Regions from separate parts of the Mus musculus genome. Here all the other regions are linked to region 3. Evidence: chromatin contacts called from public ChIA-PET, Micro-C and promoter capture Hi-C data. All regions are on one chromosome and are shown on one strand. The core of a region is the stretch at or near the end of the contact, and the rest is flanking DNA. Distances in the headings are between cores, read along the strand shown.

The links. Promoter capture Hi-C pulls out the DNA fragments that hold promoters and counts their contacts. Hi-C and Micro-C count contacts between places; a contact is called where the count stands out from the background. ChIA-PET counts read pairs in DNA pulled down with a chosen protein or histone mark.
Region 1: an RNA polymerase II ChIA-PET map of memory CD8 T cells shows a contact between it and region 3, with 14 read pairs. The contact joins the promoter of Lilr4b here to the promoter of Ascc3 in region 3. A contact is called at or near these places in 2 of 115 datasets of contacts at active chromatin or transcription factors (bone marrow-derived macrophages and memory CD8 T cells) and 1 of 9 other capture datasets (macrophages).
Region 2: a contact with region 3 is called in a promoter capture Hi-C map of pre-B cells, with 5 times the contacts expected there. The contact joins the enhancer-like site here to the promoter of Ascc3 in region 3. A contact is called at or near these places in 3 of 39 promoter capture datasets (the C10 cell line and pre-B cells), 3 of 115 datasets of contacts at active chromatin or transcription factors (bone marrow-derived dendritic cells, memory CD8 T cells and pro-B cells) and 1 of 9 other capture datasets (liver).
Region 4: a Micro-C map of embryonic stem cells shows a contact between it and region 3, with 3 times the contacts expected there. The contact joins the promoter of Grik2 here to the promoter of Ascc3 in region 3. A contact is called at or near these places in 2 of 39 promoter capture datasets (embryonic stem cells and hippocampal neurons), 1 of 484 Hi-C or Micro-C datasets (embryonic stem cells) and 1 of 115 datasets of contacts at active chromatin or transcription factors (astrocytes).

Annotation. Positions count from the first base shown.
Region 1 is chr10:51,475,958-51,482,221 of GRCm38.p6, forward strand. Lilr4b (leukocyte immunoglobulin-like receptor, subfamily B, member 4B) reads left to right here and starts at 4,655. Exons shown (of 9, transcript NM_008147.2): 1 at 4,655-4,796; 2 at 4,949-4,984; 3 at 5,183-5,467; 4 at 5,610-5,912. The coding sequence starts at 4,763.
Region 2 is chr10:51,452,701-51,459,501 of GRCm38.p6, forward strand. No RefSeq gene overlaps it. Among named protein-coding and RNA genes, the nearest start is that of Lilr4b, 25 kb to the right of the region's middle. Within about 2 kb of position 1,846, at least 124 of the 459 cell types and tissues checked have an H3K27ac peak or open chromatin away from gene starts, as enhancers often do. A contact at or near this core is called in bone marrow-derived dendritic cells, memory CD8 T cells, pre-B cells and 1 more, where this site is marked.
Region 3 is chr10:50,589,177-50,596,088 of GRCm38.p6, forward strand. Ascc3 (activating signal cointegrator 1 complex subunit 3) reads left to right here and starts at 3,493. Exons shown (of 42, transcript NM_198007.2): 1 at 3,493-3,721.
Region 4 is chr10:49,785,273-49,792,441 of GRCm38.p6, forward strand. It overlaps Grik2 (glutamate receptor, ionotropic, kainate 2 (beta 2)), which reads right to left and starts at 3,482. Exons shown (of 17, transcript NM_001111268.3): 1 at 3,356-3,482.

The sequences.
Region 1 (6,264 bases), core at 3,405-5,904, 890 kb after region 3:
TTGGACCTCCTCCTGGCCGAAGAAGAAGGCCCAAAACAGGACCTTTCTCAGAAGCTGTGTTGCTTTGGCAGTTCCCAAAAGCTGTCAGCTTCTGTGGTGCAGACTCTCACCTGTGTAGACTAAATTCCTAAGTTTCGCAGGTTCCCGGAACCAAGATGGCGACCGCTGCTGCTGAGGCTGAGGCCTTCTCCCGAGCCAGGCAGACACCTGTCCTCTGGTCCGGACGGTGGCCGGCTGTCTGTGGCCAGCAAAGCTGCTGCTTCAGCGGCTCTGTCTCTAGCCCTCTTTCTCTCCCTCCCTTACCCCTTCTCTCAACGTGACCATGGCCAGCCTTTCCCTTTCTTTTACCTTCTCTCTTTCTCTCTGCCTTTTTACTTTTTTTTTTTTTACCTTTTAATCTCTAAAACCATTAAAAAAAGTATCTGTACAGTGCCTTATACAGAGAGATACATTGAGTAGAAACTCCAGTTGCTGTACTCTAGATCAAATGTAACCTGCAATGCAAGAGTTTTGTAAAACTTATTATAGACACAGATATCAACACTGTTCATGTCTGAATAATTGTATCACATGGAAATATTGGAAATGTTATTAATAAACATTTATCAAAGCAGGTAAGAAAGCAATGAAATACAATGACAATTCTTGCTGTTTCATGCTACAGGTTGGGCCCAAGCAGGACACAAATATTTTCACTTGTTCAATCAACAATATTAGGAGGCACGATGGCCTCATATTTGATTTAGATAACTGAAATTAACAGGTATTTACTTACTTCCTTTTTTTTTTTTTTTTTTTTTTTTTTTGGTTTTTCAAGACAGGGTTCCTCTGTATAGCCTTGGTTGTCCTGGAACATACTTTGGCCTCGAACTCAGAAATCCACCTGCCTCTGCCTCCAGAGTGCTGGGATTAAAGGCATGCGCCACCATGCCCGGCTTTACTTACTTTCAAATGCCAAGATAAACATTAAAATTCTTATCATCTCACTCCAGAAGACTGAATGGAAACCACATTCTTTAAAGTGCTTAGCGTCTTATTGAGACCTCACTATATTTACTATAAAGGAATGGAAATATCTCTATAAACACAGGGGCTATAATCAAGATGAGGTAATGTTTAAGTTTATATAACATAATTAATCATATTTACTATCAAATACATTTACCATACCACCTCCAAAATATCTTCCTCCATGGCATCTTCATTATTCATGATACGTTTAAGGAAATGAATTTCAAGTCCTTGTGTGTTCATGATACTCTAGGATGATCATCTCTACCTCATGAAGTAGTTGTTCCTTCTAAATGAGTCAATAAACTACAACTATCTGGCCCAGAATTCCTTTCACATTTGTAACCACATTACAACTCATGACCCATTCTACATCTCAGACTTTCCTTCTCTCACAGTTTGTTCTTGAGACTCATGCTAACCTTAGACTAATTTGTGTGTTAATTTCTCATTATTCCCATTTGCCTCTAACAGCAGATATTTATATAAAGTAGAGAATATTTATACTTTGCTCCACTTTTTGCGACTTTACCACAGTGAGCTGCTCATTTATTTCTTAAATGGAAAGTGATAAGGGTCAATGAATGTGGAAGAGAAGAGTGAGTACAACAAGCCAATGAAGCACAGTAACTGAGTAAGGAGAGGTAAAAAGGAGATGATGTCATCTGAACAACAGGCCTTGTGTAAATGCTTCACCTATTTTTTAATTTAGAAAAATGCCAGTTAATCCCCTCATTTAAAAGGCTTCCCTCAACCAGATTTTGACAAAATACACAGCTAATTCCAAAAGAAAAATTTAATACAAGATATTTTAGAAAAAAAAAGCATATTTGTTTAAAAATTCTATTGTGTAAAACTTAACGTAACAGGGTAGTCGGGATAGCACATGCTCAGATTTGTGGGATGCTTGTACCCACATGCTCAAAACATAGAGTTGTAGCAGCCAAAGAGACCTTTTCAGTGTGGTTGGAAATTACTGACAAGAACCTTAGCTCCCCTGAAGGTCCCTGATCTCAGGTTGTTTTCCCAGGTGTTTGGCATCCCTTCAGCTCCTGTGCAAACCATTGGCATATGTCTTATGTCGCAGTTCTAGCTGGGTCTTCCCAATCTGTCCTACTGATGAAAAAGAAAAACAAACAAACAAACTAACAAACAAACCTTCTGGTAGGGACAGAGCTGAGCAGGTTGCAGGTGGCAGCAAGAACAGGTGGTGAGCAGATGTCTTCAGGGTGGGGGAACATGGACCCAGTGAGAAATGGACCCAAGGCAGCCACTCCATCCAATGCCTACACTTTACTTCAGATGCATAATGGAGACCATGCATCACAGCAACAGGGCCTGAACTTTTGGTGCAGAAATATTAGATAAAATATACAGCCCTACAGCTGTGAAAAGTTAGCAAAACCAACCTAAACAGCAAACATTTAACACTACCTTTAGTAAAACAGTGCACCATAGTTTGAAGAATGTTTGTTACAATAGACCCTTAAGAAGGTCATCTCTGCAAGCTTGTTGGTAGGCATGAATGAATGTGTCTTTATGGTAGAAAGAAGAAGCTAAAGAGGCATAGGCAAAATGGAAAAAGAAAGCTGTGTGTCCCAGATACCTTTCTGAGGCCTCTGCTGTAGGTAATGTGGACAGGCTATTCCACATGACTGAAAAAGAAAAAGGGCTGTATTGGTAGGTTTCCTCCAAGGGAAGATGGAAGGTATAGATGGAAGAAATGCTCATGGTTTCTAGATTTTACTAGAGAATATTTGGTTCTTCTCAATTTGGAGCTAAAAGTACTATAAGTAAATTTCTATCCTGTGGGCATCATGATGGCAAGTTTTGGTGTGTGTGGCTAGCACAGCCATTGGTAAGACCCAACGTTAAGGCATGTGGGGCCAAGAGCAGTACTCGGTGCAGGACTAAAATATTGTGCTTCTCTCTCAGATACAATGCTCATTTCTGTCTGGGAGTTTACCCTGGAGCTCATGTGTAAACATTTACTCTATTGACATCTATGACTGAAGATGAAATTCATTCTATATTTCCTGCTGTCTCAGTTTACACTTTTGTCCTCCCACCCATGTTACACTTTTGGAATTAGATGTTTTATTAATCCTTTTATGGATAAGAGAAAAGAGACAATGAGAATTTATTGTCTACACTTATCCACTGGAGCACACCCATACTAACTGATCATATGGTAGACATGCAGTCAGTGGATTCAACAAAATATCTCTCCAAGGATTCATTTATTCTAGGCCTTGTGTTGCTCTATGCTTTTGTTATCTATTCATATATTTTGAAATTATTTATACATTTCACTTGTTTTTTAAGTTACAACAGGAATAATATTTTCTGGGATACAAAATAGGTATATTACAGATATACATTGTGTAAGGAATAATTCAAGATGATATATCTCTCAACACATATGCAAAACATTAGATTTGTGAATTCAACACTTAATTGCTATATAGGTGTTACTGTACATAACATGTGCCACATTGAACAATACATCTCTGAAGAGAGTTCTTCCTGAGGAGTGAAACTTTATCGTCTCAGTGCAATTCCTTCATCAGATCACAGCCCTCACATCTGTCATATTTTTCCTTCTTCTAAGTGTTTGGCATCTTTAGGGTCCACACAAAAGATTTTCTCTGCAGAAGTCCTTTTTTTCCATCAACTTTTCAAATACTTATCCGGAAGACATGTTTTAGGAATAAAGATATTTTATTATTGAGATTTTTTTTTGTTTCACTTATTTCAGGCATTACCATCTTTATGCCAAAACGACAGACTCAGTTTTAATGTGTTTTAGGTTTTCATTGTCTTCTATCATAATTCTAAATATTTTACATATACTATTATTTTGTTTGTTAGGGTTCTTATTGACTTCATTAGCTTCATATAATCATCATATCAAATTCATACACATATACACATATATACATACTCATGAACAGAAAAACTCATCACGTGTCAATTACTAATTTGTGAGTATATAAAAACTTTCTTTGACAAAATATTTATCCTCTTAATTATATACCTTCTTGCCATTTTTATGTTTTTGGAAACATTCTCCTCCTCTGTGTGCAGAAAACTCCAACCAGCAGCATAAAAATGTAAAATAAGACTTAAAATATATAGTCACTTTTACTTTGTTTTCACATTACTCTGCACTACAATCCCAGATATCACATGTGTCATACTATCTCTTTTTCTGCTGAGGAATGGAACAGAAACTGAGTCTGTGAGTAAAACTCCTCTGTGAAGAATCAGGATGTCAGAGTTGCAGTGTGGAATAGCACACATAACACACACACACACATACACACACACACACATACATACACACAGAGAGAGAGAGAGAGAGAGAGAGAGAGAGAGAGAGAGAGAGAGAGAGAGAGAGAGGGGGAGAGAGGGAGAGAGAGAGAGAGAGAAATAGTGAGAAAGACAGAGAATGTGATAAGGGAGAGTGAAAAGTAAAATAAATGTTTAAAATATAAAGGTGTTTAACCCCAGGATATGTGTCCTAAAGGATGTGGCTTTTCTCTGAAGGAACTTGAGAGATATGAGTGTTTACGCAGTCATCTGCTCTTAGGAAATTACAGAGGTTTCCCTTCTCATAATAGCTATGATGTAGAAAACCCATGACAGGAAGGACCTGCCCTCAAGATGACAACTGCATATCTGATGTTACAGGACAGACATTTGTCAGACTGGCCCAAGAGAACAGCTACGAACATTGCCTGGACTCACCATGATCGCCATGCTCACAGTGCTGCTATACCTTGGTGAGGTATAATGAGGGGGAGTGGATGCTTGTGTTTGTAAGGGAACCTATTCGACAGCCAGGTTTAATTTCACATGGACATCCTAGGGGATGCCCTCTGGTTCTCAATGTGAAAAAGCTTTGAGAAAAAGGTTTTGTTTTTTTTTTTTCCAGCTCTTATTCTGGAACCCAGGACTGCAGTACAGGCAGGTGAGTGTCTCCAGCCATCCCAGAATTTGATTCTTCACTCTGATGATACAACCTCTAATCTACTTTCTAGTGTGTAAATTCCTCAAAATGGTGATGGGGGATTGACATTTATGGGCTAATGTCTTGTTCCATGGGTGTGTTCTGTGCTAAGATCTAGTGTCTGAAGGAAGATGTTCTGGGCTTTTGATTTCTTCACAGGACACCTCCCAAAACCCATCATCTGGGCTGAGCCAGGCTCTGTGATCGCTGCGTATACATCTGTGATTATCTGGTGTTGGGGTTCCTGGGAGGCCCAGTATTATTATCTGGATAAAGAGAAAAGTGTAAATCCTTGGGACACTGAAGTCCCTCTGGAAAACAGGAATAAGACCAAGTTCAAAATTCGATTTATGACAGCCTCATATGCAGGCATATATAACTGTTACTATAAGAGTGCTGCTGGCTTCTCAGAGCACAGTGATGCCATGGAGCTGGTGATGACAGGTGAGAGGACATCAGGGAACCATGTACAGGCTCTCTCCTCAGAAGGAGGTCTATTTTCCAGGAGCTCTTCTCTCAGAGTCCAATCCTGGAGGACAATGTGGGTAACTCATGTTCATTTCACACACTGCCCCTTGTATTCTAGGAGCATATGAAAATCCCAGCCTGTCAGTCTATCCCAGCTCTAATGTGACCTCTGGAGTTTCCATATCCTTTAAGTGCAGCTCATCCACACTATTTGGCAGATTCATTCTGATACAGGAAGGAAAGCATGGCCTCTCGTGGACCCTGGACTCACAGCATCAGGCCAATCAGCCAACCCATGCTACTTTTGTTCTGGATGCTGTTGCTCCCAACCACAATGGAACATTCAGATGCTATGGCTTCTTTAGAAATGAACCACAGGTGTGGTCAAAACCAAGTAACTCCCTAGACCTCATGATCTCAGGTAAGCACCTTCCACCCATAATCACTTAGTGTGTTGGGTCACTTGGGTCTTTTTCCTAAGATGATCTATGGCTTAGAATAAGAGGGAGGGAGCACTGTGGTTAAAAATACTGTTCAGTTCAAAAGACATTCACCCCTTGATACAGGAGTTGCAGTCAGAATCCCCTGGTCCAAATGCCTTTTTCCTTGACTCATTGTAATTTAGCAGAGACCTTTGAGAGAGACACACAGTTGATGAAGTGATCAGATAATGTCTCTGTACTAGTTATATTCCTATTTTTGTTGTAAAAACACCATGATATAAATAAAGTAACTTAGTGAGAAAAGGATTGATTTCATCTAACTTTGCATGG
Region 2 (6,801 bases), core at 596-3,095, 860 kb after region 3:
TATTGACACAATAATCAAAGAAAATGTGGAATGCAAAAAGATCCTGACCCAAAACATCCAGGAAATCCAGGACACAATGAGACCAAACCTAAGGATAATAGGTATAGATGAGAAGGAAGATTTCCAACTTAAAAGGCTAGTAAATATCTTCAACAAAATTATAGAAGAAAACTTCACCAAACTAAAGAAAGAGATGCCCATGAACATACAAGAAGTCTACAGAACACCAAATAGATTGGACCAGAAAAAAAAATTCTCCCATCACATAATAATCAAAACAGCAAATACACAAAAGAAAGGAAGAATATTAAAAGCAGTAAGGGGAAAAAGACAAGTAACATATAAAGACAGACCTATCAGAATTACACCAGATGTCGCACCAGAGACTATGAAAGCTAGGAGATCTTGGGCAGATGTCATACAGACCCTAAGAGAACACAAATCCCAGCCCAGGCTACTATACCCAGCAAATTACCATAGATGGTGAAACCAAGGTATTTCATGACAAAACCAAATTTACACAATATCTTTCCACAAATGCAGCCCTTCAAAGGATAATAAAGATAAAACTCCAACACAAAGAGGGAAACTAAGCTCAGAAAAAAGCAAGAAAGTAATTTTCAATAAACATAAAGAAGATAGCCAAATGAACAAAATTCCAACTCCAACAACAAAAGTAACAGGAAGCAACAATTACTTTTCCTTAGTATCTCTTATCATCAATGGGCACAATTTCACAATAAAAAGACATAGAATAACAGACTAGACACATAAACAAGCCCCATCATTTTGCTACATACAGGAAATGCAACTCAGTAACAAGGTCAAGCACTACCTCACAGTGAAAGGCTAGAAAAATTTTCCAAGCAAATGGTCCCAAGAAAAAAGATAGAGTAGCCATTATAATATCAAATAAAATTGACTTCCAACCAAAAGCTATCAAAAAAATTGAGAAGTACTCTTCATACTTATCAAAGAAAAAATCTACCACAATGAACTCTCAATTCTGAACATCTATGCCATAAGTGCAAGGGCACCCACATGTGTAAAGGAAAACTTGCTAAAGATCAAAGCACACATTTTACCCCACACAATAATAGTGGGGAACTTTAACACCTCACTGATCATGGAAACCGAAACTAAACAGAGACACAGAGAAACTAATGCAAGTTAGGAATCAAATAGATTTAACAGATGTCTAAAGAACATTTCACCCTAAAACAAAAGAATATACCTTCTTCTCAGTACCTTATGGTGCCTTCTCCAAAACTGACCATATAACCTGACAAAACACAAGCCCCAGGGATACAAGTAGTTTGACTAATGGCATTCCTCCAGGGAGCATGAGTGCCTGAAACATTGAGAGAGAATCTGCAGTGTCAGATGAGGAACTTTGTTCAGAATAGAAATGTTGAGAAAGAAGAAGTGGTGAGTCTTAGATGCAGAGTGTTAAGGGGGAGGGCTGACTCTTCTAGTAATGAGGAAGTCAGAAAACAATGAAAAGAGCAAGCAATGAATGATCCATGCTGGGGGAGGCCTAAGCTTCCTTCAGTGAATCAACTAGGTCTTGTGAACCTTTCCCCCAACCTCCTTCTCCTGGGCCTTTCTGTCTTGTAATGGTCTTATTCACTTTCTGGTCAATCCAGGAAAAATGTGGTTCTCTGTAGGTCTTATTTCCTCTCTTACTTCTGACATTAAATTCTAAAACTTTTGTCCTAAAGTGTTCCCATTGCAGTCCCCTGGCAGCTGTGCTCCCTGGAAATTAAGCTCTTCAACCTCTTGAACTACATACAGGTTTCTCACTGTACATGACCTCTTGAACTACATATAGGTTTCTCACTGTAAACGATGTTTCCTGTTTTTTATGAGCTGTCACCTATTCTGAGGTTGAATGTGGTGAGTCAGCTCTCATTAGGTGATTTTTGTTCCTGTAAACTATGACTAATCCCCATTTGTCTAGATAATGCCATAAAACTCCATGCTTCACCTATTTGATTGTTGGTGTTATTCTAACTTTGCTCTGTCATCAGCTCCATATCTAGCATGAATAGATGATTGTTTACAATTACCCAGAAATAGTTCTATACAAAGGTTTGACTTACTATTCATATGATGAAATCTGGATTTCCTGAGTGGCTGTGTATAAAGGAGGGGAATTTAAGGTCACCCCTAAAGCAAGGATATCACATATATACTAATATTACCTGCCTATGTTACTAATGTAGCTCCCTGATATCCTGATGCATTCTAACTGAACTATGTTGGTACCAACCTCACTGACCACAGTGTAGTTTTCCCTTTCTGCACCCTTTAGCTCCTCTAGCATTCTGTGACACAGCAAGTAGCTGTGATTACAGAGATGTGACCTACCTACAGAAGACAGGTCCCATCATTATTCCTTCATGCTTTAGAGGTTCTTGGGGCAAATGTTCTCCCAGCACAACTATAGCTTTTTAAATAATGCATGACAACACTTTTATGCAGTGATAAAACCATTCAATTACACTGTTACCTCAACCCTTGGCTGGTTGGTAGATCTCTATGAGTTCAAATCAGTCAGACCTACATGATGACTTCCAGTAGAACAAGAGCCACAGAGTGGGTCTCTGTCTCAAACCACAAAACAAAACAAAACAAACAAACAAACAAAAAAAAAAACCAAACATTGACCACACACTTCTAAGGAGAACAAATGTAACTCATTGGTTCATTAACTGGATTTGTGTGGAGTCTTATCTTTTTTTCTGTCACTGGTGTCTCATCTTGGGTGAGTAGGCATTGTTCATGTATACCAAGGATTTGTACATCCAACATTCCCTAAGCATCTCAAGAGTCAGGATGCCAACTGGTCATTAGTGTGGTCTGGTTAAAGGAGAACCAAGAAGAAGCTCTGTGAGGAACAACCAATTCTGAGCCCCCTCAGATGAAAGTGCTGGCTCAGAATGACACCAGTTTCACCAGTATTTTTGTTTTTGGTTTTTGTTTTGTTTTGTTTGTTTGTTTGTTTGTTTGTTTTTTACATTAAGTCCATAGTGACTGAGTCCATTCAAACAGATGTAGATGCATACAGTGGAAACTGTCTGCATGAAGAGACCACAGCCAGATTTGGAATTGTAATGCCAGCAGAAGGCAGTAAGAAGGATGATAAATTTGAGGTCTGCATGAGATTCAACAGACTCCATCTCAGAAACCAAAAACCAGAACTAAGAAACTAAAAAAAGTAGAACAGGGGAACAAGGGTGTGGTTCCCACAAGATCAGTTCCCCTTCCCCAGTGGCTGATAGTACCACAAGCAGATGACACAAAGAAGAACACAGACTGTTTAGATCATATACTTTGTGTCTGTCGATTTGGCAAGAAAACAAATTATCAGCACATTTGTGGCAAGTGGATGATGGCATGACCCCCATTCTCATAGCCATGCTGTATCTTGGTGAGGTGTGAAGGTTGGGAAGGAGAATTATTTCCTGAGAGGAAAGCCACTTTACAACCATGCCTTAGGCTATCAGGGTGTTTCAGCAGCTGGGAAACAATTTGTACATGGAGGACCTACCCAGACGTTAGTGCAAACACTCATGGATAACTCTCTTGCAGGACTGATTCTGGACCCCAGGAACCCTGTGCTGGTAGGTGAGTGTCTTCCCAGGTGTTGCACATTGTACATACTCAGTAAGAATCGAGGTTTACCCCTGTCGTTTGGGATGCAAAACAAGTCTTGAGCCAGGAAGCTGGTGTCTGAGGGTGATGTCCTCATATCTACATGCTGATTTCTTTTCAGAGGCTTCATTTAAACCCACATTCATGGGGGTGCCGAGCAATGTGTAAGCATAGGGAACCAGATAACCATCTTCTGTACAGGGATCTTACAAGTCACAAAATACCATCTCCATAAAGAAGGAAGTCCACATTATCTGATACCAGCAACCATTCTAGAAACTGAGAATAAGGCCACATAGTCTATGTCCTCTATTCAGTGTCACAATGTAGGTCGATATTGTGTTCCTGTATATGCTACTTTACCACATCAGAAGAAAAAAAGTGATAGCATGGTCCTGGTGGTGGCAGGTGAGAAAACCATTCCCATACTGTGGATCTTCTTGAGTGAAGGAATGTGTTTACTACTGACTCCCTTCCTTAAATCTGAGAAGAGTGGAACAATGCTTCCCAGATAAGTCTACTTAACTGGCTTGTTTCCCTTTTTTTTTTTTTTTTTGGAGTTTACCCCCCCCCCCAAAAGTCACACTGTTGTTACCTCAGGGGTAAATGTGAGTCTTCAGTGTGCATCACAAGAGGTAAACGACAGGTTCATTCTAATGGAGGACTATGAAAAGTTCTCCAAACTGATCTCTCCCAGAATAAATACACTGGGATATTCCAGACCATGTTCACAGTGGGTTCTGTGATCCTCAACCAGAGGTGGATATTACTCAAGTATCACCCAGGTGTGCTCAGAGGCAAGTAGCAAGCTAGAGTTCTTGGTTTCAGGTAAAGAAACCCTAGCATTTTATTTGAATGGTATTACAACTGACACAGGATCCCAGGGAAGGACACGATGTGTGGTGGGTGATTGAGGGCTACTGAACCCAGTGTCACAGGGTATGTGATACTGCTGGACATGCAGTATAGAAATTAGCATTGATATTTTAACAATGTAACCTAATATTGCAGGGAAACATGGAGACTTTATAGGTCCTCCTGTCATTGTAGAATAGCATAACTGTCATTTTCTTTCTTTCTTTTCTAAGGCATATTCAACAAATTTTATAGAGAAGGAATAAAACTCAATATTCACTTTTTAAAAGCTGTAAGTTTAACAGAAGATGAATATCTCAATAGAGAAATGGTATCAAGGCTATGAACAGGCATTTTCTATGGTAACCCTCTTTGAGCAGCCATCCTAACACACACCTCATGTTCATCTACATTTTTGCAGAGACCTTTAACAAACCCAAATTTTGGGCTCATCCAGGTTCCATAATGACTTCAGGGAGCCCTGTGACCATCGAGTGTGGAGTGTGAGGGAAAACACAAAACCTAAACATATGTGCTACATAGAGAGGGAAGCCCAGAACCCTGGGACAGGCCCAAATGGACCACAAAAATAAGGCAAAGTTCATCATCCCATCTGTTGCACAATGGAAGTCAGAGCTATATTAATGTTACATTTTCACCTGGTAGTGAAACCCTGTGATACCCTGAAGCTAGGGGTTACCTGTAGTGTGTTCTCTGGAGCCTTAGATCGAGATGTTACTCTCATGTAACCACTGATCTTACCTTATCTCTTATTACAAGTCAACCGTGGGGGAACAATGTTGACTATTTATGAGGATCTAATACTCCATATGTTTTTTTTTCCCTAGGTGTCTATGAAAAACTCACTTTTTTTGGTCTTGAAAAATACTGTTGTGAAATTAGGAGTGTCTGTGACCATCTCATATACCTCAAATTAGAGATTTAATTGGTCATTTTAAGGAATAGTGATCAGAAAATCTACAAATACATGGGCTCACACTAACTATATACTGGGATGATTCTGTCCAGGTCCCACGTTGGTCCAATAAATTCTGCCCAATGGTGGGTATTCAGATCCTAGGTCTATTACACTAGTAATCCTCAGATGTGGTCAGAAATCAGTGATCCCTTGGAATTTCTGGTCTTAGGAGAGGGAGCCTGAGAGTTTCTGGAAGTAACACTGCACCTGACACATGTTCCCAGAGGAGACCATGTTGTGTGCTGTGTTTGTGGACCTGAGGCTCCTGAGCCAATTGGCACACAATACATATTTCAATAAATGGGGATGAAGGCAGAATTGTGACAATGGAACCTGGGAGAGTCAGGAAAATGATGGGTCACTTACTTCCTTGAATGGATCTCCCAGAAACCCACCTTGTTGACTGAGCTAGATTCTGTGATCCTCTCAGGGAACTCTGTGACAATTTTGTATAAAAATGCTATGAAAACCCAAATATATATCCTGTATCAAGATGGAATCCCTGGCACTTCAGGTCTCTGTGAGGATCTCTCCCTGTCGAAGGGAGTCACTGAGAGTGCGGCAGTGAAGTGAAGTGAAGTAAGTAAAACAATAAGTAAATAAATAAATAAATAAATAAATAAATAAATAAATAAATATTAAAAAGAAAGAATCCTGGGATACACACTCCAAAGCATCCTGGTAACAAGGCCAAATTCACAATTGTATGCATAGAAAAGCATAATGCAAGGCAATATCACTGTTACTGTTACAATTCTGCTGGATGGTCATACCACAGTGACACACTGGAGCTAGCAGTGAGAGGGGAGAAGAGACTTCCCCAAGCAAGGAACTTTCTTGAGAAAAGGAGTATGTTCATGGTTGTGTCTCCTTTTCAAATACCAAGGAGGGGGGTGTCAATGATTACTGTATGATTCCATTTAGCGGGTTTCCTTTTATCTTCTAAGTGTTTGTCCCAACAACATCACCCTGTCAGCCACTTCCTGGTCTATGGTGACATCAGGAGGGCATGTGACCCTTCATAGGAGCTCACAACAGGTATATAACAGGCTCATGTGCATGAAGGAAGAAGAGAAGCTCTTCAAGGCTACATGTATACAGAATAAATACACTGGGTCATTCTGATCTCCCTTGACATTGGGTCTGGTGACCATCAATGAGAGATTGAGGTTCACATGCTTTGGCTGTTACTTGAGTAGCTTCCATCTGTGGTCAGTACCAAGTGATCACATAGAGCTCCTGGTCTCAGGTGAGAAATACCTAGCATTTAATTTGAATGATATCACAACTGACACAGGATCCCAGGAAAG
Region 3 (6,912 bases), core at 2,243-4,742:
CAGGGCATATTATTCATAGAGGTAACTCTATATCTTTGAAATTCTCTGCTTACCTGTACTTTCCCCTGAGCCCAATGTTCAAGCTTTACCATTAGTAATTCAGAGCCACTTTCATGAATTTTCAGTCTTTGGCAAATTTTCACTCCAGTGGCTCTGTTCTCTTCTCAGCCTTGTAATTGGATTTAAGAAATGATGGTGTAGAGGAGTTTTAATCCAGATACATGGTTGCTCTGGCTTGGGGATCACATCCAAAGACCTTCTAGGTCTGTGTGAACCAGTTGGAATACATCACTCCTTCAATCCCTGGAGACAGAGGCAAGCAGATGTCTGACTTCATGTCCAACCTAATGTAGAGCAAGTTTCAGGTAAAGAAAAGCTTATGTCTAGGCATGGTGGTACACACCCTTAATCCTAACACTCAGGAGACAGAAGTATGCAGATCTCTGAGTTCTAGTCAGTTAGTTCAGTTGATTCAGTGATCTGGGAGTCAGTTGAGAGTCAGTGCAGTGGAGTTGAGTTTGTGGCAGTGCATTTGGTGGAGTGCAGAGGCAGTCTTACCTGGACATTTTACAGACACAGGTTATAGAGAGAACAAGTGAGACACAGGTGAAAACAGAGGCAGAGAATGAGAACGAGCCAGAAGATTAGAACAGATTGCTAGAGTGAGTTTGATGCCAAGCAGAGCAATTCAGTGAGAAACCCAGCTTCATCTTGATGGATTGAGTGCCAGGCTGGAAACTAAATTGAATCAGTCAGCGTGGAGAGGAGTTTGAGCCAGAATAGTTGAATTGAATCAGCCAGCCAGTATTCAGAAAGAACTAGAAAGGGTGAGCATTTATTCAGTAGTAAGTCTCAGAGGCTGAAAACATTCTAGGCCTAGATTAGATTGTACAGAGAATAGAAGCTTCCAGGACTAGGCCTAGGTTAGCAAACTGAGGCAGTAAGCCTGGGAGACTACAGTTACATCTTACCTTTCTCTTGAGGTATATCAAGGATTAAGTCATAAAAACCTGGCTGTCATTGTGAAAGTAGCAAGATGTACAAGGAAGAAGCTTAAAAGTTTAACAGACTTTGCTTAGCCTTCATGTAAGCACAAATATTACTGTTTGAAGATTAGTGGCTGGACTAATGTATCTAAACATTTTCCCATAGTTTTATCAGCTCCTTTCATAAGAAAAGACTTAAAGGTCCTGAAGAAAATGTTTCAGGTATCAACAAGACTTACGCGCGCACACACACACACACACACACACACAAATGTGCCCACACATACATATCACAAACACACAAAGATAAATGGAAAATAACAAAAATACTGAAATAACCTCTCAGTATAGGCAGGAGGGTTGCTATTTATCAGATTGCATTTGCTTTTAGCTTTGTTAAAAAACTTTCTAGACATTCTTCTTTCTCCAAACTAGGAGCCATCTTTAGTAGATTGTCTTTTAGTAAACATTTGAAAAACATCCCTGAGAAAATAAAGGAGTTCAAAGGTATTTCTTAAGAAACTAGTGAAGTTATTTCCTTCCACTCTGGTACTATGTAGAAGTATAATTTAAGTCACCTGCACCATTTTAAAGTTTATAGATATACATTTTAAAAGTAAGGGCTGAAATAATTACATTTCATTTGGCTCAATGTACAAAGGCTTATCTAAAATAAATAAAAAGTTGATAGCTTACAATCACCTTCCCGTTAAGTTTTCAAAATATGGCATATATTTTGAAAACCTTAATTCCAATAAGTCAGATTTCTATTTTGTAGAGCCAAATCTGGCTAGTGGCTTGAGCATAGCACAGGAGAGTCAGGTAGTACATTTTCAATTTTCATCTTTTTGATCCTCTGGAACTCTGTTGGGTATAATCTAAACTATCTATGTAGACTCCTTTCATTTTTCTTTTTTACTTATTTATCTTGTCTCATTTACTGGTAGAGGAGAGAGTGAAAAATAAAACATAAATCTAACCCAACAGTGATGGCTTCATCTAGCTCGATTGAGTGCCAGGATGATATTACTTTCAGTTGTACTCTATACAAGTAATATCTGCATGCTGCAGAGACTCTGAGACCCAAAAGTTCAGCTGGAAATTAATTAGCATCTTATTTATAGTTGCGGTTTTTAACATACATGCTGTTCCAAAATTGCAATCTTGGTACTATAATTCTATGTTTGATCAAACCCCTCTTCCTTCCCTGCCTGCTTCATGGAAATGCTCTCTCTGTTTCTGAAAATTCCACAATTATGTATCTCAGATTAGCAAAATATTTCTATGCCACTCACATCACCTCTGCTTGGATTCTCAGGTGGCCTTCCCACTTGGGAATATCTGCCTCTGCTTTTTTACTATAATGAATTTGCTTTTGCTTAAGTCTCTTCTGTATCTCTCCTAGAATTCTTTCTCTAGTGAGACCAAGAGTCTTTGGGATCACCAGTTGTAGTTTGGTGATAAAATGAGTTAGACTGTAAACGCTTGAAAGGCTACATGCGACTGGACTAACTTTTAGCAAAACCAGCCAGTAATTCTCCTAAAATGCGTCTCCCTCCCCCCAAATCCCTATTATGTAAGCATTCAGCATCTACTTAGAAAATGTAGAGACTGGGAACTTAGAGAAATGTAGAGACTGTGATGGTCATATATTGCTTCTACAGTGCATTTAGTTCCTTGGATTGTATTAGAAGGGACTCTCAGAATGTGAAGGGTTTTTGTTTGTTTTCCTCATAAAGTTCAGGTCATACCAGACAAACCTTTATCACCAGATGGGTCTTTCATATTGCTGACAGTCCAGTAACTTTTCCTCTTAGTGAATCTTACCAAGTTTCATTAATACTTCATGATTCTTTTCATCTGCGTTATCTCATTTTAATTTCTGAAATGCTTCTATCGCTATTGAGGTCTTCTTACCTCAGTCTGGTATACAGAACTTCCAGTGGGTTTGGCAAGTTATGTTTATTATTCAACCAATGCTGCTTCTATAAAACAGGGTTCTGGTGAGTTTTAGGACAACTGTCTCGGGAAGAATGGGCTGAAAGGGTAGGATGACAATGCATACCACATCTGTATCCTCGCTCATCAGTTCAAACTTAACAACAATGCAGTTTTTTTAGGCTAGCTTTTCTAAATTTGCCAGTCGCACCAGGCTATCGTCAGATGTTTTGTTTCGAAGGTCAGAAACAACTTCAGAAGTACAAAGTGGAGAATAATGAAACTCAGGGAAATCGAAACTTGAGCCTAGAGCAGGTGGGCGGAACCATCTAGTAACCACGGGACTGTGACTCACTGGTTTCTGCCTTCAATAGGAATTAATTACTCGGTGCCATTATCAGAACCAAGCGGGGATTAGGGAGTCGGCCGGAGGGAACCAAGAGTCGGACCACTAAAACTGAGCTGAAACTTGCTAGCGTGTACGCCACCCGACGCCAACCCCCGCATGGGCGGGGCCGAGGGCGGCCGGGTGCTGACGTGGCGACGTTGGCGTCGCGGTCGGTGACGTATGGCCGGCGCCCGCCCCGCCCCTCCGTCGCTCGGCGCGGGTGTGTGGGTTTGTGGGTCAGTGCCAGCTGGGCAGCCCTCGCGCGCTAAGGCGTGACAGCGAGCGACCCCCGCCGGCCCGCGTGTGCTGCGGAGGAGGTCGGGGCGCAGCCCTCCGCTCCGCTCCGCCGGAGTGAGAAGAGGAAGCAAACCTCCAGGAGGCCGGAGGCGCGCGTGGCGGCGGGGCTGAGGTGAGCTAGGGAGAGGGAGGGCGCGGGTGGCGGAGCCCGAGTGTGCGGCGGGGCGGGGCTGGTCTCAGAGTCCGGAAGAGCGCGGGTGGACCGAGCTGTCATCCCTCGGCTGGGCGTCCCGGCTCACCTAAGTTTGTAGGTGGGGGTTGGGGTGAAAACTCCAGCGCGATTGCCCACGTGTAAGGACAGAATGGCCACAAGATGAAAAATTTTCTGTTCTAGGCTTAACCTGTTTTTCTCCTCCCTCTCCCCTTATTTATATTACACATTCCTAGCAACGTCGTTCTTCGCCTACATCTGTTGGGTTGGGTTTCCCCCACAACACAGAGGAGCGAGTGCTTTGGGTCCTGGAGTTCAGGGCAGTGGGTGAATTTAACAATCGGAGGACTCTAGAATGTATTTTTTTTTTTTTTTAAATAAAGAAGTGTCTATGCTAAGGGGGTAGATGAAGTGGTTCTTGGTAGGATGCTGTAATTTCCTTTACCTTTAAAAGAAAGAAGTTCAGTCTACTGAGTTTGATATGCATCACAAGTGCAGTCTAATTGCTACCTGTGGTGTGGTTTTTGTTGTTGTTGTTGTTGTTGTTGTTGTTGTTGTTCCTGGATAAAAATTAGAACAGTCAACTATATCTACCCCCTTTTCAGATTCATAAGCTGAAACGTTTGTTTTCTGAGTTTGATTGTTCTCAAATTCCGCTTCTGAGTCTAGGCTGGACGTGCTCTAGCTCATGTTTTGTATTTAGTTTTTCACGTCATGACGATTATAATACTGGTGTTGCGCCGGGCGTGATGGCGCACGCCTTTAATCCCAGCACTTGGGAGGCAGAGGCAGGCGGATTTCTGAGTTCGAGGCCAGCCTGGTCTAGGACAGCCAGGGCTACACTGCCTCAAAAAAAAAAAAAAAAAAAAACCTAAAAAAAAAAAAGGATTACTTTATTCTATGAAACCCACTGCATAAGTAAGCCATCCACAAAGATAATACTGTGTTGCATTAAAATATTCATAGAGATGTCAGTTAAGTGTAGCTTAGTGTTATTTACATGAGTGAATTAATTTTGCAAGACTTAGTTTTCTTGATCCTTGTTGAATAATTTTTTCTAAAAAACTTGGTTCATTCATTAATTCATTCATTTGTTCACTCTTCATTCATTCCCTAGCACTGTGGGAGGTGTAGGACATAGAAAGTCCCTGTTCTCACAGAACTTTGTATAGTTAACTAGCAAACACTCTTTTAGAAGGGATGTTTAAATTAATAATTGGAAACAAATTTCTGGCTGGAAGCGTTTTCATTTTTTTCTAGTATTTACATTGGTTGTATTGATACCTCATGTCTGGCATAGGATATAGAAAGTCTACATACAAAACATTTTTATAAAGAGCCTATATGGTAACAGAATAAACTTTTTACTCTAATACATCTTTCTTGAGGATAGTTTGTATAAGTACAGTTTTCAACTTTGAGAAAGTGAGTATGCGCAGTTAAAATTTTAGCTCATGAACATCTCCAGAAATAAATGAAGAATTACAGAGGAGACAATAAGGAATCTGAGAATTCCAAATCTGAAAACCCAAAATATGAAGTACTCCCAAAACTTCATTACAAAGAACTTGTAAATAAATGTCATGAGGAACAATGAGCCATATCTGAAGTCTCCACCTCAACGGAGGTATTATACAGTTAGAGAATTCTGAAACTGTAGAGCTTTACGTTGAATTTTACATTTTCACTAGCACATATATTTTAACTCACTTATTCCCCACAAAAAATGAAAAAAATAACAATTAAAATGGAAAAAAAGCTCTACAATGTCTATTACTTGATTTCATTTCTCCTTTATCACCTAATATTAAATCTTCTATATATGTTCACCGAACGCATGTTTACATTTGTACACACACACACACACACACACACACACACTCAGGGGAGATAGGGAGGAGGGAGGCACTAAGCTAGTAGCTTAGTATAAGAGAAGACATGTTTCTCTTTCTTTCTGAGATAATATGACATCACTATGGGTCATTCTAAGCCAGTGGTTCTCAACCTTCCTAATGCAGCAACCCTTTAGTACAGCTCCTCATGATGTGGTGACCCTCAATCATAAAATTATTCCGTTGCTACCTCATAACTATAATTTTGCTACTGTTATGAATCGTTATGTAAATATCTGATACTCAGGCTGATATGTTACCCTTCAAAGAGTTGTGACCCACAGGTTGAGAATAAGTTCTGAGTATTGCCATATATATGTGTGTGTGTGTGTGTGTGTGTGTGTGTGTGAATGTATACATATATATGTGTGTGTGTGTGTGTGTGTATAGATATATGTATACTTATGTATATGTATGTGTGTGTGAGTGTATATATGTATGTGTGTGTATATATACACACACACATACACAGCGATTTTCATTTGTGGATGGACAATAAGGTTGGTTCTGTGTTCTTTTTATAGTTAATTAAAAAAAGTAGTAAACATGGGGTTACAATTATCTATATGGTATAACTGGGAGTTCTTCAGGGATACCCAGGAGTAAAATAGGTCATATGTTAGTTATATTTTTGATGACTTTCCAGTGGATTCCCATAATGCCTCTATTAATTTGCATATCTACCATCTGTGAATAAGGGTTCCTGTCTCCACATTCTCTCCAACATTTGTTATCAAACTTCTTGATGACCAGTATTCTGACTGGTGTTATCTTAAAGTTTTAGTTTGAATTTTCCCATTGGCTCTTAAAATACTAAAATGTTGAAGACTTTTAAACTAACTTGGTCATTGGTGTTTCTCTTTTTGAACACTGTTCAGTTCTTTAGCCCATCTGTTATTTCCTTGGTATTTAATTTTGTAATTCTTTGTAAATTCTGAATATTAACCCCTTTTCTGAAGTACAACTGGTAAAGACCTGTTCTGTGGGTTGTCTGTGCTGTGCTGACAGTTTCTTTGCTATACAGAACCTGGTATTTGGAGCTTTTATAACTGACTTGACATCAAAAGTAGAAAGTTGCACATTATCGGCAAAATTATTAAAAATATTGAGTAAAATCAATCTGGGACTTTACTATAAAGCATAAATTAACTTTGTTTAATTGTGGGACGGACCATCATTGACAAACCTATTTCATTTTTTACATGCAGATATTCTAAAATCTAACAGCCTCAGTCTGGGAGCACTTTAATTTCAAACATT
Region 4 (7,169 bases), core at 2,232-4,731, 800 kb before region 3:
TTTCTGCAATTTTTGCAGTGTAGCTAGCATTTCATGGAGCCACAGTAAGCACACCACAATTTCTTCTTCATGAATTTTTTTAACATGAAAGTATTTGCCATAGCAGTTCTCATCAGCCTACTTACAACTAGCACTGCCAGGTACTTATGTGGCATCATTGTTGGTTATCTAGTAGGAAAGTAAAAGAAAAGCCCAGGGTTCATGAAATTCATGCAAAATAAACTTTACAAAGATCTAATATAAAATTTCCCTTAGTACTAAGTTATCTCCAAAGAACCAACATTACACATCTCTTAAATTGGGTTCATTTATAGTCATTAACTAAGTTCAAAAGCTTTAACTTAACAGATACCAACTCCACCTGTCCAATGGAACGCCTGTGATACCAGGGACTAACCTTTCTTCAGGACCTTGGACAGCACTTCAGACAAATTTATTCTCAGTTATTGAAAATAATAAAATGAATGGATAGCATGCCATTTGAAGTGACAGTGTGCATATTTCTATTACAGAGTCAAGTACTTTGAATCGTTGCAGAACACACAGTCAAGAGATCAGCTTTGTGAAATGTGTTTTGTGTGTCTTTCAATGTGAGTCATGTGTTGTTTAACACATCTGAGACATACTAACAGTGATCTCTTTGCAGTCAGTACTACTACAAAAGCCACTGACATTCACTTGAGACCCTTCAGGGTGACTAAAGGATTCATTTTCACTTACAAAAAAAATCAGCATGAAAAAATTTTAAGATGCTAAAGCATGTTGTCAATATTCAGTGGCTTAAAACATTTCTTAAATGTACTATTAGTTATCACTTTTAATCACCCGCCTCCAGATTTCCATCTGTTAAGAGGGAAAACAAATTAATAGTCCTTTCTATTAAGCTTCACTCTTCAGATCAATAGCATCAACTCAGTAAATTTACCTTTCAAACACACACACACACACACACACACAATGATCTAGCATTATAGAAGATGCTACTATACTATAACTACTATATGGATATTTTGAAGTTATTGGAAGTATCTCCTCAATACTGGCACTATCATCATAGTTCTGAGGATTAATAGTTCTTAATCTATATTTTACTGATCACATTTAATTATCTTAAAATTGTATCAGTTCTATCTTTGCTTACTTTTTAATAGAAAATTTAAAAAAAAAAACTTGATTTAGGTTTTCAGTGATCATTAAAATGTATGCTTTGTCCTATGCCTTCATTTGCTTTGCAGTTATTTCAACCACATGGCAATCCTTATTGCTAAGAGCTAAAGCTCTGAGGGTCCCAAGGTCAAAGCAGAGATGAAAAACGGCAAACACACATGTGTGCTCACACAGAGAAAAGCTATGTCTAGAATAAAGCCTTAAAGTATCAGGGAAGGCTAATACGAAGAACTATCAAGCTTACAATGAAAATAAAGAAGGGAAATGTATATTGTGTCCATGCAAAGCTTGTTCCTACAACAACATCAACAGTGAGAAGGACGAAAGACATTAGCTCCATCTTTCACTGCACTTCTGTATTACCTGACACTAATGACCTCTTCTTCTTGGGCACTATTACTTTAGAAGCAATTTTAGTTTCCTAGTCTCCGGGTGAAAATGAATCTTATTCTAGTTAGCTGCCACCTGCTGGGGCATGAACAAATGTGTAATAATCCTTATAGCAGAACATTTAAAAGACAATTCCTATACTTTGGCTAGAGACAGCAAATGTGTATTCTATAATAATCTAAATTTTAAAACCATCTCAATGGTTCTTCCACAGAAAATATTCAGTGCATTTAGATTTTCTCACACAAGTGAGAGGCTTCTGCTGACCCTCTCACTGTTGTTCTGCTGTTATGGGACATTTAAGAAACCTCACTGTATAGTAACACCTAAGGTGTTATTCCATGCAAGTGGCCTATTGTGTTGAAGCTTAGCTAAAAAAACAGCCTACTCAATCATGACATTAAAGGGGAAACAGAATGAAGTCCAAGACAGAGATCAGTTGAAACCACACTGTTGCATACGCATCCATGATTTCTGTTATTCCTTGGGATTCTAAACACATTACCAACTGTGGTATTAACATTCTGCTACGTTGGTGGCTAATGATATTTTTAATTTTAATTACTATTTAGATGCTAAAAATGTATCTTAATTAAGAAATTGAACCAAAGAGATTTGTGTCGGTAAAGCTCCTTTTAAAAAATTCAGCATGTGCAATCTTCAGTGGATTTAAATTTAAAAAAAAATAGATGTTTTACTATTTAGTCATTTTCTGTCTTTTCTTCCCCTGTGCATTTCAATTCTTTAACGCCTAAGTTTCTAAGGACATTGAGAGTTCATAAGCTTACTTGATTATTGCAGGAGTCTATTCTGCAAAGTTATAAAGTAAGGAAGTAAAACAAGACCAAATTAAAACGCAATTGCACATCTTCCAGCAAGTAAACTGCAGACTTATTTAAATGAATTAGTCATATTCTTGTGAGATGAAAAAAATTAATCCATAAGGTAATTTTGATGAGAGATACTTACAGTATGAAGATGAAGAAATGTTAAACGGTAATCTGTTCGTTTCGTTACCAGAGGGTAGTTTCTAATATCCTCCAACCCCCAAATCCAAAATCATCTTAGAAGCATTAGTCCTGTTTGATTCTCTCTCTCTCTCTCTCTCTCTCTCTCTCTCTCTCTCTCTCTCTCTCTCTCTGCTACTACTGCTACACACACACACACACACACACACACACACACACACACCCTTCCAATACTCCAGAAGATAAAAATATGAGGAAATGTGGTTGGTTAAAAGTTCTGAATCTTTATGATCCACCTCAGTGATGCAGTTAGTCCTTACCCCTGTGGGATGCCCTGAGAGTTTTTTTTTTTTTTTCTTCCTGAAGCTTTTAATACTGTCCTCAGTATTAAAATAATCTCAACTTTCTCACCCCAGAGTTATGAATCAGGGAGATAGTGGGACTGGTGGACGAAAGAGGGATGAGGAGTTGTTATGGCACAAAGATACACAGCTTTCCTGCGTCTCTTCGCCTTGAGCGTTGAGTCCCGGTAGCTGAGTACACATCTGACAGATCGACTTATTCAAATATTTTACGTGGAGAACACCAGCCAGGAGCCAAATGAGCCACTTTCATCCTTGCGGGGCACTGGCTGCAGCAAGTGAGACAAAGCCCTCCAAGCGGCTGCATCCAGCAGGTGCCTGGAGCGCACGAACTCAGCCGGGCAGCGGTTCCCCTCTTCCTTTCCTGTCCGCGGCTAGTGCTCCTCGCGGGTCCGCAGTGCCTCCGGACCCACAGCGAACGCCCTGGGATTGAGCTCCAGGGAGGGTCCACCGCTGGCGAGTGCTTACCTGCGGCTAGGGTGAAGAGGGAGGGTAGGGACTGGGGTAGTCCTCTCAGAGCTGCGGCAGGAGGCGGTTCAGCGGGAAGTCCCGGGCTCCCAGCCTCGGCCACGCAGCCGCCAGCGAGAGCGCAAGTGACGGCGGCGGAGACCGAGACCGCGGAGCCGCAGCGGTGGCGCTGGAGACAGACACGCCTCCTGGCGGGGGTTCCTCTCCTCTTGCTTTAAAGGCGCCGCGCTTCTTTCCCCGCTGCTGTTACTAGCTCCAGGGCACCCAGGCCCACCCAAGAGCACGGTGCACTCTTTATTTCAAGAACTCCAGGGAGAGAATTCCGGGTACTGACCACCTAGTGCTTCCGGAACCCTCGGCCCTGATTTCGTCTCCTGCAAGCAAGCACATCCACATCCAGGCATAGGGGAACAGGGACAGAGATGCTCTGAATGACAGTGGGTAAGGCAAAAGGGACAAGGATTGATTTTGCCTGCTCTGAGAAGCTACACTGAGTATAAGGACTCATAGCTTCTGCTTCTGGGTGGCTGCTTTTTTGCTGCTCCTGAAACCATGGCAACGAGACTTCTATGTTGCCAGCATCTGGGGAGCAGCTGGTTGTCTCCAAAGTGACCCTTTTGGTTCAACTACTGCATTTCCCATTCAGGTTGGTGAGGATCATCTTGGTTTCTGCATCTTCTACTTCTATCCTGCTTCTCAAGCTAGATGGGTTTTGGTCTCTCCTGGTGTCCAGTAGCAAAAGAAATGGACTTTCAACATCAAGAAGCTGGCAGGAAATCTCAGCACAGGTCTAGCCCCTTTATATCTGATTTTGTTCTTCAAGCTAGGTCCCTGAACTCTGAGGGAATTTGAGGCCTGGCAAGCACAGAACCTGGAGTCCTAGCTGTCATGGTTGGGAAAATGAGCATATAGAAGTACTTAAATATGAGATATTGAAAGATGTTTTTAAGGAGAAGTGGGAGGAGGAGGGTGCCTAAGTCCTAGGGTCTTCCCAAGGGTTGCTTCCTGGAGTCAGGGGTGGGGACAGGAGGCAGAGAGCACACCAGACTCCTCAGGCTTCTCTGGAGGAGCGATTAGCTTCTGCAAACAATCCCGGATTTGCTCTCCTCTGGGTCAGAAAAGTCAACATGTATTCAATACCTTTGCTACTTTATCCTCAGCCCTGCAATATTAACTAGAGTGGAGACTTAGCAGTTCCCCCCAGAGTACATTGGTGAGCTACTATTCTCGAGGAGGTTTAAGAGAGGCCAAGCTTGAACAGGCTTGGCAGACCAGCCCAGGAGACAAATTTCAAAGGGATTGTAATAGGAAGCAGGCCAGGTGGAATTCCTAAGCTCAGTGGAGCCTAGAGGCAACTGCAGTCCCAGGAGCACTCCAGTCTAATTCTGAAGGGCTGGAAGCAGAGGCTCCTGTTCACCCTACAGCAGACCAACAGGCCGCAGAGAAGCGTTTGTTCTTTTGCTGTATTTTGTTTGTTTGTTTGTTTTGTTTTACCTGCAGCCATTGCTATCCCAGAAGAGTAAAAACTTTCCTGAACCTGTCTCGGTATGCCACACATTCTGGGCTAACATCTGACTCAGTCCTAGCCAAATCCTCACTATTTACTACGTTGTTCACCATCCTAGGCTCTCTACACCGTATCACACATACACCACACATTTACTGTGCTTAGCTGTCTCTGGGAGACATGGGCTTAAGTTAAGAAGAGATGAGTTAGTGGCATGGAGTGTCCGTTTGTGGTTTATAGATCTCAGGAATGGCTAGAAGGTTCCTGTAATTAAGGCAACAGCGGCCTTGTTGTACGAAGAGAATAAATAGTCAATGACTGTATTGTGCATCCTGGACGGGACAGCACAGACGCGTGACCAGCTCCAGGCGCCTGGGCTCCAGCTGCTGTGACCTGCAGCCTAATAGGCCCTCCAAGAACAGTGCAGTTCTGGCCAGGCTCAGGAAAAATTGCTCTATTCAGCCTTATTGCCTGATGAGAGTAATGAAGACAACTTGTCTACTAGCCAAGGACACTCTCCATGTCATCTTAATATCACACACCCCTTTTCAGCGAGAGAGACAAAACACCTGCCAGTAGATGCCATGGAAATCCCTAGGTGACGGCATCCAGCTGCTTTATGGTGATTCTGAGAGTGTGGCGCAGGGAAGGTCTTACTTATTGTGCTTTAAGATGCCAGGATCAACCTTCCCCTGCTGCTGGACTCTGGCCCATATTGTATCTGGGGAGAGAAAGCTTAAGGAAAATCTCTTTTAGTGTATGTTTGTCTTAAGGATCTAGTTATGGATTTCTTTTCCAAGACAAACTTCACACACTTATAAAGAACTATACAACTATAACAGGGCCTACCAAGGAAAGGGGGAAAGGGGGAAAGAGCTGAGAGAAGAGTGGTACAAACCCAAAGTATGCAATCAAAATGGAGACTGGCAAAAGGGCATTATAGTGTGTGTTTTTATTTAACCCTTCCAAGCCCTCTCAACTGCTACAGAGATATGTCTTATAATTTATTTAAAGATCTATAAGTTATACATCTAAAGATTTGGAGTCCTTCTGAGGAAACCATAAATATCTACACCCTCAGTCACCCTAAGGGCATGTTCTATATTTGAAAAAGTCACCCCATCCCTAAGTCTTCTACTGGAAGCTGCTATACCCCTTCTTGACTATTCAAGGTGCTGGTCTCTTGGGGCCTTAATAGCTCCTGAGGCAACTGGGACCACCTTGAACTATCCAACTCAACTTTGGGATTTGTTGTTTTCAGCTTTGTTTTGTTTCAACCTGGCTCTGTTGAGTTGGATGCAAAGACAGCAAGTGCCATGTTGAATTGTCTGATTCAGTGCTACCATTTTACAAGTAGTAAATCCAAACTGACAGGAATAAGGGTGACTTGCTCAGGCTGTGGCAGAAACAAGACTGTCTTCTAGCTGTGTACAGCCACACTGGAGCATCTTCAATCCCTGAGTTTAAGTTTCAGACAAATGTGAAATTAGGATTAAAAGAAACTTCAATGGGATGGGGTATACTCTAGCTGGAAAGTGCTTACCCAGAACTCACAAGACAATGGGTTTGATCTCTTGTACCAGCCCCACAAACCAAAAGTTCCTTCAAGAGCAGTTTTTGTTTCACAGATCTTTTAAATGACTCAGCATATAAATACATTTCCATATGGTGTCAAATTTTTGCATACAATAAAAAAGATACATACACTCTTTGAAGCCTATAGGCTATCAGTAGACCCCAGATTAAGAATTGCTGGTCTAGTCAAATAATATCCCTTGATTAATGAGAAAATTTAAATGACAACAACAACAACAGCAAAATATGTTTAGAACCAGAGTTGGTTAATGACACTTCCAAGACTAGAAACTAGCTATTCTGATTTCCATCTAATTCTATTACCTTGAAGTATGTGTGTGTGTGTGTGTGTGTGTGTGTGTGTGTGTGTGTGTACACAAATTACATGTAACTATTAATGACTTACAGAGGCCTATTTAAATATTTCCTGAATAGATGGGACTTCTGTTTATTTCTGAATGCTGTTGGATATATTCCTTCATTACATACTATTTACTATGCACTATTCTAATGTTCTAAAAACAAATACAGTGAAGAATTTTTAAAATATGGCCCTCAATAAGAATTTGAGCTGGGTAGCAAAAGAGACAAAAAGAATGTTAATGTCAGATACTAAGGAGAATTGCAGCAAAAAATAGGAAATAGTAAAGAGAATGGGGCCTTGTAGGGAGAAAAGGGTGATGGATACATTATCTTGTGAAACATAGGCTTCGTCTTCCTGGTTTGTTGAAA